Linked DNA regions of Mus musculus: regions 1, 3 and 4 are each linked to region 2. The links are chromatin contacts, called in public Hi-C and HiChIP or PLAC-seq maps. All regions are on one chromosome and are shown on one strand. The core of a region is the stretch at or near the end of the contact, and the rest is flanking DNA. Distances in the headings are between cores, read along the strand shown. Region 1 overlaps Tmem161b (transmembrane protein 161B). Region 2 overlaps Gm34196 (a long non-coding RNA gene). Region 3 has its middle 61 kb from the start of Gm41011. Region 4 has its middle 24 kb from the start of Ccnh.

The links. Hi-C and Micro-C count contacts between places; a contact is called where the count stands out from the background. HiChIP or PLAC-seq counts read pairs in DNA pulled down with a chosen protein or histone mark.
Region 1: an H3K4me3 HiChIP or PLAC-seq map of embryonic forebrain shows a contact between it and region 2, with 4 times the contacts expected there. The contact joins two enhancer-like sites. A contact is called at or near these places in 1 of 484 Hi-C or Micro-C datasets (cortical neurons), 2 of 115 datasets of contacts at active chromatin or transcription factors (astrocytes and embryonic forebrain) and 1 of 9 other capture datasets (embryonic trunk).
Region 3: a Hi-C map of cerebellar granule neurons shows a contact between it and region 2, with 4 times the contacts expected there. The contact joins two enhancer-like sites. A contact is called at or near these places in 8 of 39 promoter capture datasets (the HPC-7 cell line, HPC-7-derived erythroid cells, cranial neural crest and 4 more), 5 of 484 Hi-C or Micro-C datasets (cerebellar granule neurons, cerebellum and cerebral cortex) and 1 of 115 datasets of contacts at active chromatin or transcription factors (neural tube).
Region 4: a contact with region 2 is called in a Hi-C map of neural stem cells, with 2.6 times the contacts expected there. The contact joins two enhancer-like sites. A contact is called at or near these places in 1 of 39 promoter capture datasets (hippocampal neurons), 15 of 484 Hi-C or Micro-C datasets (the G1E-ER4 cell line, the HPC-7 cell line, cerebellar granule neurons and 10 more) and 6 of 115 datasets of contacts at active chromatin or transcription factors (astrocytes, embryonic basal ganglia, embryonic forebrain and 3 more).

What each region holds. Positions count from the first base shown.
Region 1 is chr13:84,284,309-84,287,008 of GRCm38.p6, reverse strand. It overlaps Tmem161b (transmembrane protein 161B), which reads right to left. Exons shown (of 12, transcript NM_175187.5): 9 at 211-324. Among named protein-coding and RNA genes, the nearest start is that of Gm41011, 58 kb to the left of the region's middle. Within about 2 kb of position 1,283, at least 48 of the 459 cell types and tissues checked have an H3K27ac peak or open chromatin away from gene starts, as enhancers often do. A contact at or near this core is called in cortical neurons and embryonic forebrain, where this site is marked.
Region 2 is chr13:84,757,492-84,760,191 of GRCm38.p6, reverse strand. The region is part of intron 2 of Gm34196 (a long non-coding RNA gene); the gene reads left to right. Among named protein-coding and RNA genes, the nearest start is that of Gm34246, 83 kb to the right of the region's middle. Within about 2 kb of position 1,446, at least 36 of the 459 cell types and tissues checked have an H3K27ac peak or open chromatin away from gene starts, as enhancers often do. A contact at or near this core is called in cerebellar granule neurons, cerebellum, cortical neurons and 2 more, where this site is marked.
Region 3 is chr13:84,403,268-84,405,977 of GRCm38.p6, reverse strand. No RefSeq gene overlaps it. Among named protein-coding and RNA genes, the nearest start is that of Gm41011, 61 kb to the right of the region's middle. Within about 2 kb of position 1,262, at least 23 of the 459 cell types and tissues checked have an H3K27ac peak or open chromatin away from gene starts, as enhancers often do. A contact at or near this core is called in cerebellar granule neurons and cerebellum, where this site is marked.
Region 4 is chr13:85,163,483-85,166,369 of GRCm38.p6, reverse strand. No RefSeq gene overlaps it. Among named protein-coding and RNA genes, the nearest start is that of Ccnh, 24 kb to the left of the region's middle. Within about 2 kb of position 1,454, at least 13 of the 459 cell types and tissues checked have an H3K27ac peak or open chromatin away from gene starts, as enhancers often do. A contact at or near this core is called in neural stem cells, where this site is marked.

The sequences.
Region 1 (2,700 bases), core at 34-2,533, 470 kb after region 2:
ACATGTCTTCAATTCTGGTATTCAGGAGGAAGAATCAGGCAGATCTCTGTGAGTTCAAGACCAGACTGATCCACACAGTGAGTTCCAGGACAGTCCGGGCAATATACTGATACTCTGTCTAAAAAAAAATGAACAAACCTACCTACAATTAAAAAAAGCAACTTTGATGTATAGTGAATTAAAACATAGGACTCAAGTACCCATACTTACAGAGGGACACTCTCTCTACCCAACGGTGGGTTCATGATATAGTCTTTGGTGATTGGTTTCACCCAGAGCAGAACCATAAATAAAGGTGCCAAGAAGTTGATATGAAGTAATGTTCTGAAAATATACAAGAAATACACATAAAGATCTAGAAACAAAATGTGCAAGTGTAACTAGGGTATAGCATTTCTAATTATTTACTGTTAACCAGAATCCTTAAGAGCTGAGTCATTATCTTAGTGTTTCAGGTGAGAACATACGGACCTAGAAAGTTCAATGACAATCCCTTAAATCCAGGACTCAATGATAGGTGTTTTAATGATTATCTACAGTGATCACAAGGGAATATACATACACGTCATCTGAAAATTTTCAACACAGCTAAACTGAACATTTGCTTATTATTCACAAATAAATGAGAGTGATTAGAAGTCTTATCAGAAGGCAAATGGCAAATGAAACACAACAGTTTACAACTGAGCAACCTTGCAATATGCAATGATCATTTATAATGCCAAAATTACAAATGACTCAAGATTTGTTATTTCTTGGACTGTTATAAACACAGATGAAATTAATTTACCATATACAAATAAAGATAATGTACCCCCCCCCCCCTATTTTTGGTTCTATGGAACACACCTTGTTATACAGCCTAGCCTGGCCTTCATGCTACTCTCAGCCTCACAAAAGCTGGAACTACGGACATGAGCCACCACACTGGGGCTACATTCCTAATGCAGAAGAGGGATATCAGGATTAAGCTGCAACCTCTCTGTTAACTAAATCTGTATCCTACAGATACACATGGCTTGACAAAAGTTTTCTCTTTGGAACAAAAGACAGACTTGTTACACTATTTTAATACAACACACTGCTTTCATTATCAACCATAGAGAAGGCTTAACTATAGGTTTTAAAACACACAGACTTTTAAATATTACTACACAGACAAACGGTAGGGACAGGTCTGGAGGACACAGGGCTGAGTCAGGAACAACCCAACCACAGTACAAGCTGCACTGCCTTGCCATAGGGGTGCAGTCTGCGCTGCTCCTTTGCCACTCAGGCTACCCACAACAGAACTAGCTTGCCCATACTGTTACAGCATGACAGCGTGAGTGCTGTACCACAACAGGAGGCTGTAAAAAACTGGAAATAACACAAAATCCCAAATTCCCACAAGGAAAACCCTTAAAATAAAGCCACATTTTACTGAAGATAGATGCATCACCCTCTCTCCAACCATCACTAAATGCTTTATGTTTTATAATGTGATTCTTTCATCCCACAGTCTTGGTAAACCATGGAGGGCAGGGAAGAAAGAGCAGTATTAGGTATGCAGTGTTGCTAGGGAACACTCCAGTATCAAGGAGCAGCCCACAGCGGTTTCAGTAGCTTGTGAAGGGCTCCCCTCCACCCACCCTTTTCAGCTTATTTAAATCCTAACACTGGGGTTAGTGGACTGCAGTGTGTGTGTAGAGGGGGGGGGGGGATCAGGTTTTGTCTTAAAAGAAGCCTTTAGAGAGCTGGGTGGTGGGAAAGGCAGGGCATAGTGAAGAGCATGCTGAGTAAAAAAAAAAAAAAAAAAAAAAAAAAAAAAAAAAAAACGTGGGGGAAGATGAAGTAGTGTGTAACAGGGGCGGGGCAGCTAGGAACAAGTAAACATCTAAACACGGAGAAAATGGAGTCAAGGGGAAAAGTGAAAATTAAAGAACATAGGTAAAAGCTAAGAATGTAAAGAGAGGAATTAGGATCTTAAAGTATCTTAAATACAGTGTCCTCCTAGAGGAGCTTACTGACTATACATATGTATATAAGATGGAGGGTTCAAGGACGACCTGCAGTGCAGGTAAGAAGATCCTGGGTATAAACGAAAGCAAATACAAGCTCACCCTTCTGTCAAGGTGGGAGTGGGTGGGTAGGGGAGCAGGGCGGGGGGAGGGTAGAGGGGACTTTGGGGATAGCATTTGAAATGTAAATGAAGAAAATATATAATAAAAAATTGGAAAAAAAAGATGTCTCTATTCATAAACAAACAAAACTCCAATCAACCAAATAAACAAAGACCCCTAAATAAGGACAGAAAACAGCAATGGCTTCAGAGCCATGAGCAGAGGTTTAATGTTTTCTCCTTAGAATCAAAATAGGATTTGGTGGTTAAACTAACTGGATACAGGGTGTTGCATATTATTTACAATCTGGAAATAAAATAATGAATTACTTGAAGTTTAACATGCAGATCAACAACTTAAAATCATTCTTACAAATGTAACTCAGGCTTAAAATTATTTGTCATAAATAAAGATATTAAAATATCTGAATCAACACATAAACTTTAAGTATTAAAAAAAAGTTTTTTAAAAAAATTTTTCTATGAGATTTTCAATTTGAATGTAGAGATCAAAATACTATAAATCTCTGAATTAAAAAGAATATAAACTTTAACATTTTCATTTAAACAGGTAAAAATTAGTTTAACAACAAATGTAT
Region 2 (2,700 bases), core at 197-2,696:
CAAAATGAAAATATGCACATTGATAGAGACTACAACTATGGCAAATGCATCAGAAAATGTTACATTTATGCTTTTAATTTCTGTCTATGATGGAATCATTGACATTGAATATTCCAGTGTATGTACGCCCACGTTTGCAAGACAAAAGTGAGGAAAAATAAGCAACAAAATTATTTTCTGCTGCAATATTACTTGAAATATTTGCAAGTACTTTGTTAGTTTATTAAATTCTTTTAAATAAATATCTGTTTTAATTTAAAGCCTGGACCAGCATTTGAGCACCACTCCACTTTGTATTTCTTACTGATCTCTAACCACTATAAAATCTGTATTGTTCTTATGTCATGAAGCCTTCGAAATATACTGTTTTATGAAAAAGAAAGAGAGAGATAGAGAGAGAGAGAGAGAGAAAGAAAGAAAGAAAGAAAGAAAGAAAGAAAGAAAGAAAGAAAGAAAGAAAGAAAGAGAGAAAGAAAGAAAAGGCTGAGGCTTTCCCGGATAAAAACACTAGTTGCTGACTGAAATCAAAGATTTATTTTACACAATTAGAAATCAGCTTTTTGTGTCCTTAAAAGGCAAATCCTTAGAAACAATAAAACTAATATAAAAATGTATGAATCAATGAGAAATAAAAGAATTCCTAAGCTTTAGAAATAAATCTCAACTAGAAAAGGAAACCAATTGTGCTACAGTATTTGAAAATGATTTATTAGGCAAAGTATAAAGAGCACACCTGGACATAGATGCATATAATGACATTTTAAAACTATTTTGCAAAATGGGAAAAATACTTTAGCTTTCAAAAAATTCAAAGTTCAATACTCTGAGGACTGCTTATAGGGCGGCCGACATCAGAAGAGAAGTCGAGAACATTTTAGGTACTGTGCCTTTCCAAGAAGGAGGAATGTAGTTATTACCGAGGAATTCAGTTATGTACCGTCTTGCTTCTTGACATTTTATATGAGTGGTGGGGAGATGGTTTATTTAAAAGAAAAGTCTCAAAATACCCAAACCAAGGTATGAAAGCAAGTGACGTTTTAATTCTTTCAGAAACTAATGATTAAAACATGCATCTGTGTTTCTTTTCTAAGTGTAATCTAACGGAAAGTAGACTGAAAACAAAAGGAAACTTGAAAAAGAATTGAGGAAAGAAAAAAGGAGGAAAAGAGAGGACCAGAAGAAACAAATTCCACTCAAATTAAAACGGTATCAAAAATTTAGCCAGGTTATTGAAGCTGATGAGATTTTTTTTGTGTCCTAAATTATTTATATGTTTTTTCAACCTCGTGTTTCTTTACTTTTCTTTCTTTTTTGGGTGGTGATGGTGGTGATGGTGGTGATGGTGGTGATGGTTGTGATGGTGGTGATGGTGGTGGTGGAGGTGGTGAGGATGGCTACTCCTCTTTACCAGTTGCTTGAGATCCCCGGGTCTCGGGGAGACTTCTCAGATGACCACTAGATGGCATGAAAGCACTGTATTGGACCTGCTCAGCCGTCCTGCACTGCGCGACATTGGGGGTTTATTCTTTTCAAGCTGGGAGCTCAGTGTTAATCATGTAAGATGCCTTTTCTTTGAGAAAGATCTTTTTGTGTCGCATGACACTTTCCAGGACACAAAGGGAGTATTCTGTCCTCCTTCCACACACACTTAGAAAATGTCGGATTAAATTTGGAATAATAAAAATCATGTCAGTGTTTGCTGGGGTTTCCTGAGAACTTTACTCTCTTCCCTTTGGGGGATAGTGTGCTATTTGTTATGCGGTCTACCTTAATAGGTGGACAGAGCAGTCCCTTCACCACTGTGCCTGCAACAACTGCAGACAAAGTTTGCACATTTGCAGTCATATTTCTTTTTCTTGATTTTTTTTTTTTTTCATCAAAATTTCTCTTGGTTTTTCTTCACTTATGCTGTTAGGGTCTGTCATTAAGGACTAATATGAAATGCTGGATTTCAAACAGCCGTGGCAAAGGAGACAATCCCCTTTAACACTTTCTACCAGCCAGGCAACGCATGTCTTTGTTCTTGCTTCGCAAATACGTTTAAAGTTTTTGCCTGGTCACTGGGCCGCTTTCGTCTTTCCCTCCACACTTGCAGTTGTAGTTTTATATGTGGAACATTTCCTGTTTCCCAAGATACATATCAAATATCTCTCCCTGTTCGTCCACAACAGGAACAATTACCATATCCCTTCAGATGTTATCACTATCTGCCTTCACAAAATGTCCATTGTAGACGATGTTTTGATCTTTGGATAAGTGCCTTAATTTAAAATAATGGCAAAAGGGTAAATTAGGCCTCCATGCTCAACAGCGCATGAATGACAAATCTGTTGTGGTTGGGGTATATTTTTGATATTCCTTTAAACGTCTCATAGCAGATTTACATGGGATCAAAAATGATACTGCGCATTGACAAACTGAAGTGCATAATTTATTTCATGTACTACTGATACTACTATATAACCTACACATTTAATTTTACTTCTAATGGCTTTACAATTTTGATAGATATGAAATCATGTCAGTTTAAAATCTCACAGATCTGAAGTTTGGGGGGGCTGTTTTCAGTATCCACCTTTGTAAAGCTTTTTATCCCGTGTATAGTATCTGAGAATAAGATAATTTGTTGGACATATTTTCTTAGCTTTGATTTTTATAAATTTATCAAAACTACAGATTCTAAGAAGACATCTATATAAA
Region 3 (2,710 bases), core at 13-2,512, 350 kb after region 2:
AGAATTTCAAATGAAGAATAAAGTTAGTCACACGTACAAGTGGGTGTTTATTTACTTAGGCTGGAGGGGCACAGAGCAGAGTTTGAGACATATTTAAATAAATCAAAAATTAAGAAAGAGGCTAAAGAGCTCTAACAATCAGACCAGGGCTCTGACTGTTCCTTTCTGTGGTTTTCTACGTGGGGCACTAAAACCTCCACTCTAAAAAGCCAGGATCCTACACACACAGCAGTGAGCACTAACAAAAAACAAAACAAAATCTGCAGTTTCACAACAGCCAGAGAGAGAGAGAGAGATGTGAGGTAACAACTAGGAAGTGGGACATTAATGTTTAGAAACCTTCCTTCTTAAATGAGGTAGGAAGGATTACTTCTGAGAGTCAAATAATGAATGAGAAGAAGAAATGTTTTATAGACAGGGTAAGGAGGTTAAAAAAAAAAAAAAGACTGAGCAGACAAGAGAGGGGAGACGGCATGTTTTTTCTTTTTTTTTTTTTTTTTTATTTAGTAACTATAAAATGAGCACTTCTCTCAAAAATAGTTAGATGAAACCATATAACCCAGAAAGCTAAGAAGTTAAGAACGAGTAGCAGTTGGAAAGGAGAGGCAGAGACAAAGACTGAGGGATAAGAAGGGGAAAGATGGAATGTTTTATATCGGATAATGAAGTAAGAGAAAGGCCAAGGACCCAAATCCATCAGGGAAAAAATGCTAATATGAAGCTTTAACATTAAGCATCATCAGGTAGAAGGAAAGCAAACATCATAACTCATGAAGGTAATAAAAAGTCACACAAAAAGTAGCAATAAAAAGTGAGGAAAAAAGTGGGGGAAACGACGAGACGGACAAAGAAACAACACACCATTTTTATTCAGAAAGCTATGCCCTTAAAGGTCCCCAATTCCATGCTCACTCTCAGTAAAGAACCAGACACACAATTCTTTTCCCAGACACTGAGGATGGCTTTGGCCCCAGACATCGCCCCTGAGCCCCCCTTACAAAAATTCTCTCTGTATGTGACCATCTCCTGGGAAAAACAACTGCCCAGGCCGCAGTTCCTCGGATAGTCCTTCATCAGAACAGTTCTCACAGGCAGGTAGCCTCGCTGGTCATACACAGGGATCCCATATGGCACAATCTGGACCTCGCAGAAGTGAAATCTGCATAAAGTAGGACGAAGCCAGAGCCGCACAAAAGGCGAGACACACATGTAGCGACATTGGCTCCGTGCCCTCTGACCCAGCTCTGTGTCTGTTCCCACACTCCCGACAAGCCCGGGCGAATGTGGCCCAGAGCTTGGAGGTAGCTGCGGTCTGTCACTGGATGAGCACGGAGCCGAAAGGAAGCTCAGAATTAGTCCCCCAATGGTGTGTGGATCAATTGTAAGACAGTGTCTTGTCATCCAAAAAGACAATCTACATGTGGCTGCAATTAACCCAGTTAGCCTGTGTCTAACATTGTCCTACAAAGAAACAGCCATGTAGTGAGATGACCAGAGCAGAATACTGCTTTGAAATTAGCAGATTAATTTAGTTCTCTGTAATCTGGGACTGGAATGAGTTGTGTTAATGGGCGTGTGCATGTGCCTGTGTACTTGTAAGTGGCCTGGGTTGTTTCTTGTTGCTAGTGTTTTCTTTCTTTCTTTTCTATTTTCTTTTTGTTTGTTTTTGTCATCATCATCATTGTAAATACACTTTAATAGAAAGCTACACTTATGTCAGTTTTTCCTGGGGAAAATCAATTAAAAAACAACTGAGAGCCAAGGGTTATAAATAATTATGTATTGCTGTAATCTTACAATTTTGTAAGAGCTATCTCTTAACAGAGGTTATAACCAATACACCCAGGTTACCCAAGTACACACCAAACACTAAGTTTAAGATGTGCAATATAGAAACCAAGCCAAAACTACTTTCCCAACTTGAAAGTGTAGCCTCTCCCCTGTGCCAGTGTTTGTGTGCTGTTGGGTGCTCTTTAAAGGAAATATATATATGCTATGAATTAATTCTCAGTATCATCCAAATCAGAGTTGCCATTATTATAATTCCAAGTCAAAAACATATGTAGAATTATTACTATGGATGTTTATTTCAAAGTGGTCGTTATTTTTTTAAACAGAAATGCTTCTTCAATTTTCCTAGATTTTTACATAATCTTACTACGTATGTTCTCATTTCACTACTCTTTTCTGATATAAAATAAAAAGCATTTCACAATCTTTATTTTGAAAGAGGAAAAGTTTTAAACCTTCTTAGCAAGCTGTTGATGTCCATTGCATGCTTAAGGAGAAAGAAGAGCTACGGGGAAAAATACTGAGTACATCAGGAACAAGGGGAGACAGTCTTCTCTCCTTGTGAGGCATCCTAGGACCTTCAAAAGCTGCATCGAGAATTTTGCAAATAACATGACCTCAGAAGGCTTCCCTCTGAAGGATGTCTGGTATCTTCACACCTGATGCAAAATCTAGGCAAATCACTGCGCTGGACTTCACAGTTACTCTATACACATGACCCTGCGAGCCTAGTAACCACACGATCACTAAAAATAGTCAGAATTTAGCTGGGCGTGGTGGCACACACCTTTAATCCCAGCACTTGGGCGGCAAAGGCAGGCAGATTTCTAAGTTCGAGGCCAGCCTGATCTACAGAGTGAGCTCCAGGACAGCCAGGGCTATACAGAGAAACCGTGTCTCGAAACCCCGCCCCCCCCCA
Region 4 (2,887 bases), core at 205-2,704, 410 kb before region 2:
CAGTCATGACAACAATTGTTTTTGAACATGAAAGAGTTAGTTGGACAGGGAGAGGAGTTATCATTTAAGTGCTCCTCCACCAGTTTCCACACTCATTTGCTTGCTGTCATCCAGCACTGCTTCCAGGCTACAGCTGTGGATACAGAGCACTTGACCTGCAAGGCCTAAAATATTTACTCTCTGACCCATTATAGAGTACAGTTAATTCAATGCTGTCCCAGGAGACTGGTTTTGAGAGTTTAGTATGTATACAAGTCACCTGGGGGATCTTGTTAAAATGCTGACTTTGATCTAGGAGGTCAGGCCCCAGGTTTATTCCCATCTTGCTCCCCAGGGAAGTCATGCTATTAGGTTGTAGACTACATTCTCTTTCTAGATTTTTCTCTCTTGTCATAGCTCCTGACCACATCGTCTTTCAAACTTATACTTATTTGAGTTTCTTTAGGTCCATTGAGCTTAAATCCCAATTACTTCTATGTCTCTCTAAATTGTTCTAGTGATGATAAGGATCATACATCTTCCAGCACAAAACTATTACAAAATAAAATAAAAATCTTTGCATTCATATATTAAGTCAGACTGTAGGGTTGATATTTAAGCTTTCTGCAAGCCTTTAGAAAGCAAACACTACACTTCAATTATGAATGGAGAAACTGCTTACTATGCAAATTGCTGGGTGACCAAAGAATTAAGAATATGATATTAATTTCTCTTCTTAATCTCATTTTCAGAATTTTCTTGAGGAGATATCAATAAACTGTAATAGGCAATCATGTATGAAAGTTTACAGACTATGAAAATGGTTTATTTTGTCACTAAGAATCATACACTCAAGCCTTTTAAGAGAAATTTTAAGTAGTTAAGCAAGATGAAGAAGAATTTTGACAGTAAAAATTAGCCAATTTATTTTGCTTTTCTTCTAATCAACAGAAATTTCTACCTGAACTATTTCAGTATATCTTGAGAATAAATGTAATGTGATTATAGGCTACTTGAAAGGCATCCTGGAGACATAAAAAGCAGTTTTAAGTGTTTGGCATTTCAAAAATCCTCATAGCAACTCTGTATCTCTACCAAAAATTATATGCAACTCCACTTCACTATCTAACACATTTAGATGAAATAAATGCAAGTAAATACTCTTTTCATAAATGTGCCCAAAGAAATGTAATAGAGAAAGTATACACACACACACACACACACACACACACACACACACATTCAGGTCTTGCAGTATTTGAGCTCTAAATATTCTAAGAGTCAACACATTTGTCCTTTAATCAACATAATAGTTTTGGGTTTTTAGTTTGTTTCTATTAGCATTCAATTATTAAAAGTAGCAGGATCAGAAAGAAAAAAAAAAAAGCAAGCAACCACCTTGATATATCACAGTTTATCCACATGGTGGAGCCATGTGGCTTAGATCCTGGAGGTTCCAGATTTATTATTCTCATCATTGTGAAACAACTAATTGTAAACCGAGCCAATCAAAGTCCTACATGTAGATTTCTCGGCTACTATGTGTTCTGCTCTCCGAAATCTCTCACTTTAGCACACTGAAATGTTGTTCTGACCCAGTCTGCTTTCAATAGTAGTAGTTCTCAGACCTGGGTTTTGCACTAAAGCCAAGTGCTTACCTGGACAGCTTTTAAACTCTGTCTACTCCTTAGCCTAAGTGAACAGGATCTTTCCACGGTGATACATGGGCAGTGATGGATTTTAAGGCTCCACAGGTAGTTCTATAATGAAATTGATGCTGCATACTTTACTATTGTAAATGTTCCAAAAAAAAAAAATCTAGTTGCATTGTATTTTTGGTAAAAGCATTCACTGGCTCCCTCACTGACTCAAAGATAAAATCAACCTCTTTCACATGATGAGCAGACCTTCTATAACATCTGACCATTTCCTTCCGACTGTCATCACCACTCTCACCTACTTCAATCTGTGCAAACTCAGCCTATAGAATTGCTTCCAGATTTCTAAACTTCAGACTTGTCTACACGTCTAAGCTTGTGCTGATATGCCCAACAATGAATAGAGTAGATAATTATTAATATTTATTGAATGGCAAAATTAAAAATATAAATCAGCTCTCTTATATTTAATGCAGGAATATCTATTTATGACAAACACATCTTAAATGTTTGCTTACCTTTCCATGGAGTGGAGTACAGCATGTAGCATCTCATCAACCAGCAAACCTTGCATAGATTTTAGGGATTCTATGTTCTGCCAACTGACTCAACTTCGAGGTAACATTTGAAACCTCCTCAGGAACCGCTGCTCCTCCTTTATCTCTTTTCTCACTCTAAATTTAAACTCTAGTACCAATGTTTGAAGCAACAAAAGCGTTGCTTGCATGTGAATTATGCTCCAGGCATTCTTTCTGAATTTGTAAGACCCTGGACAGTCATTCGGAATGTTTGCTCTGATAATAGTTCTCGTTCTAGAAATGCTGTCATGCTATCAACCTTTATCATTAAGGCTGATTTCCCCTCCCCACCAACACACATATACTGAGGGCTGGGTATCAAACAAAAGTGCTCTATCACTGAGCTTCAAACTCAACCATGTAAATAGATTTAAATGTCCTGTAAATCAGAGACAAACTAGTAGATTGAAGAAAAAACTGATATAAAATACTAATATACCTTCCTGCCAATGCAGTGATTAAAAGGCAGTAATTAATTTTTTTTTCTTGAATAACCAGATCATGTAGGTAAAAGTGCTAAGGTCCAGAATAATAATGAGGTCCAGAAAAGTCATCTTATTTCAGGGAAACAAGATATGTTACTCAGGGCTCTCTAAAGAAACATAACTTATAGAATAAGTGGAATCTTACAGGCTGTAGTCCAGGTAGTCCCAACAATGGCTGTCTCCTGGC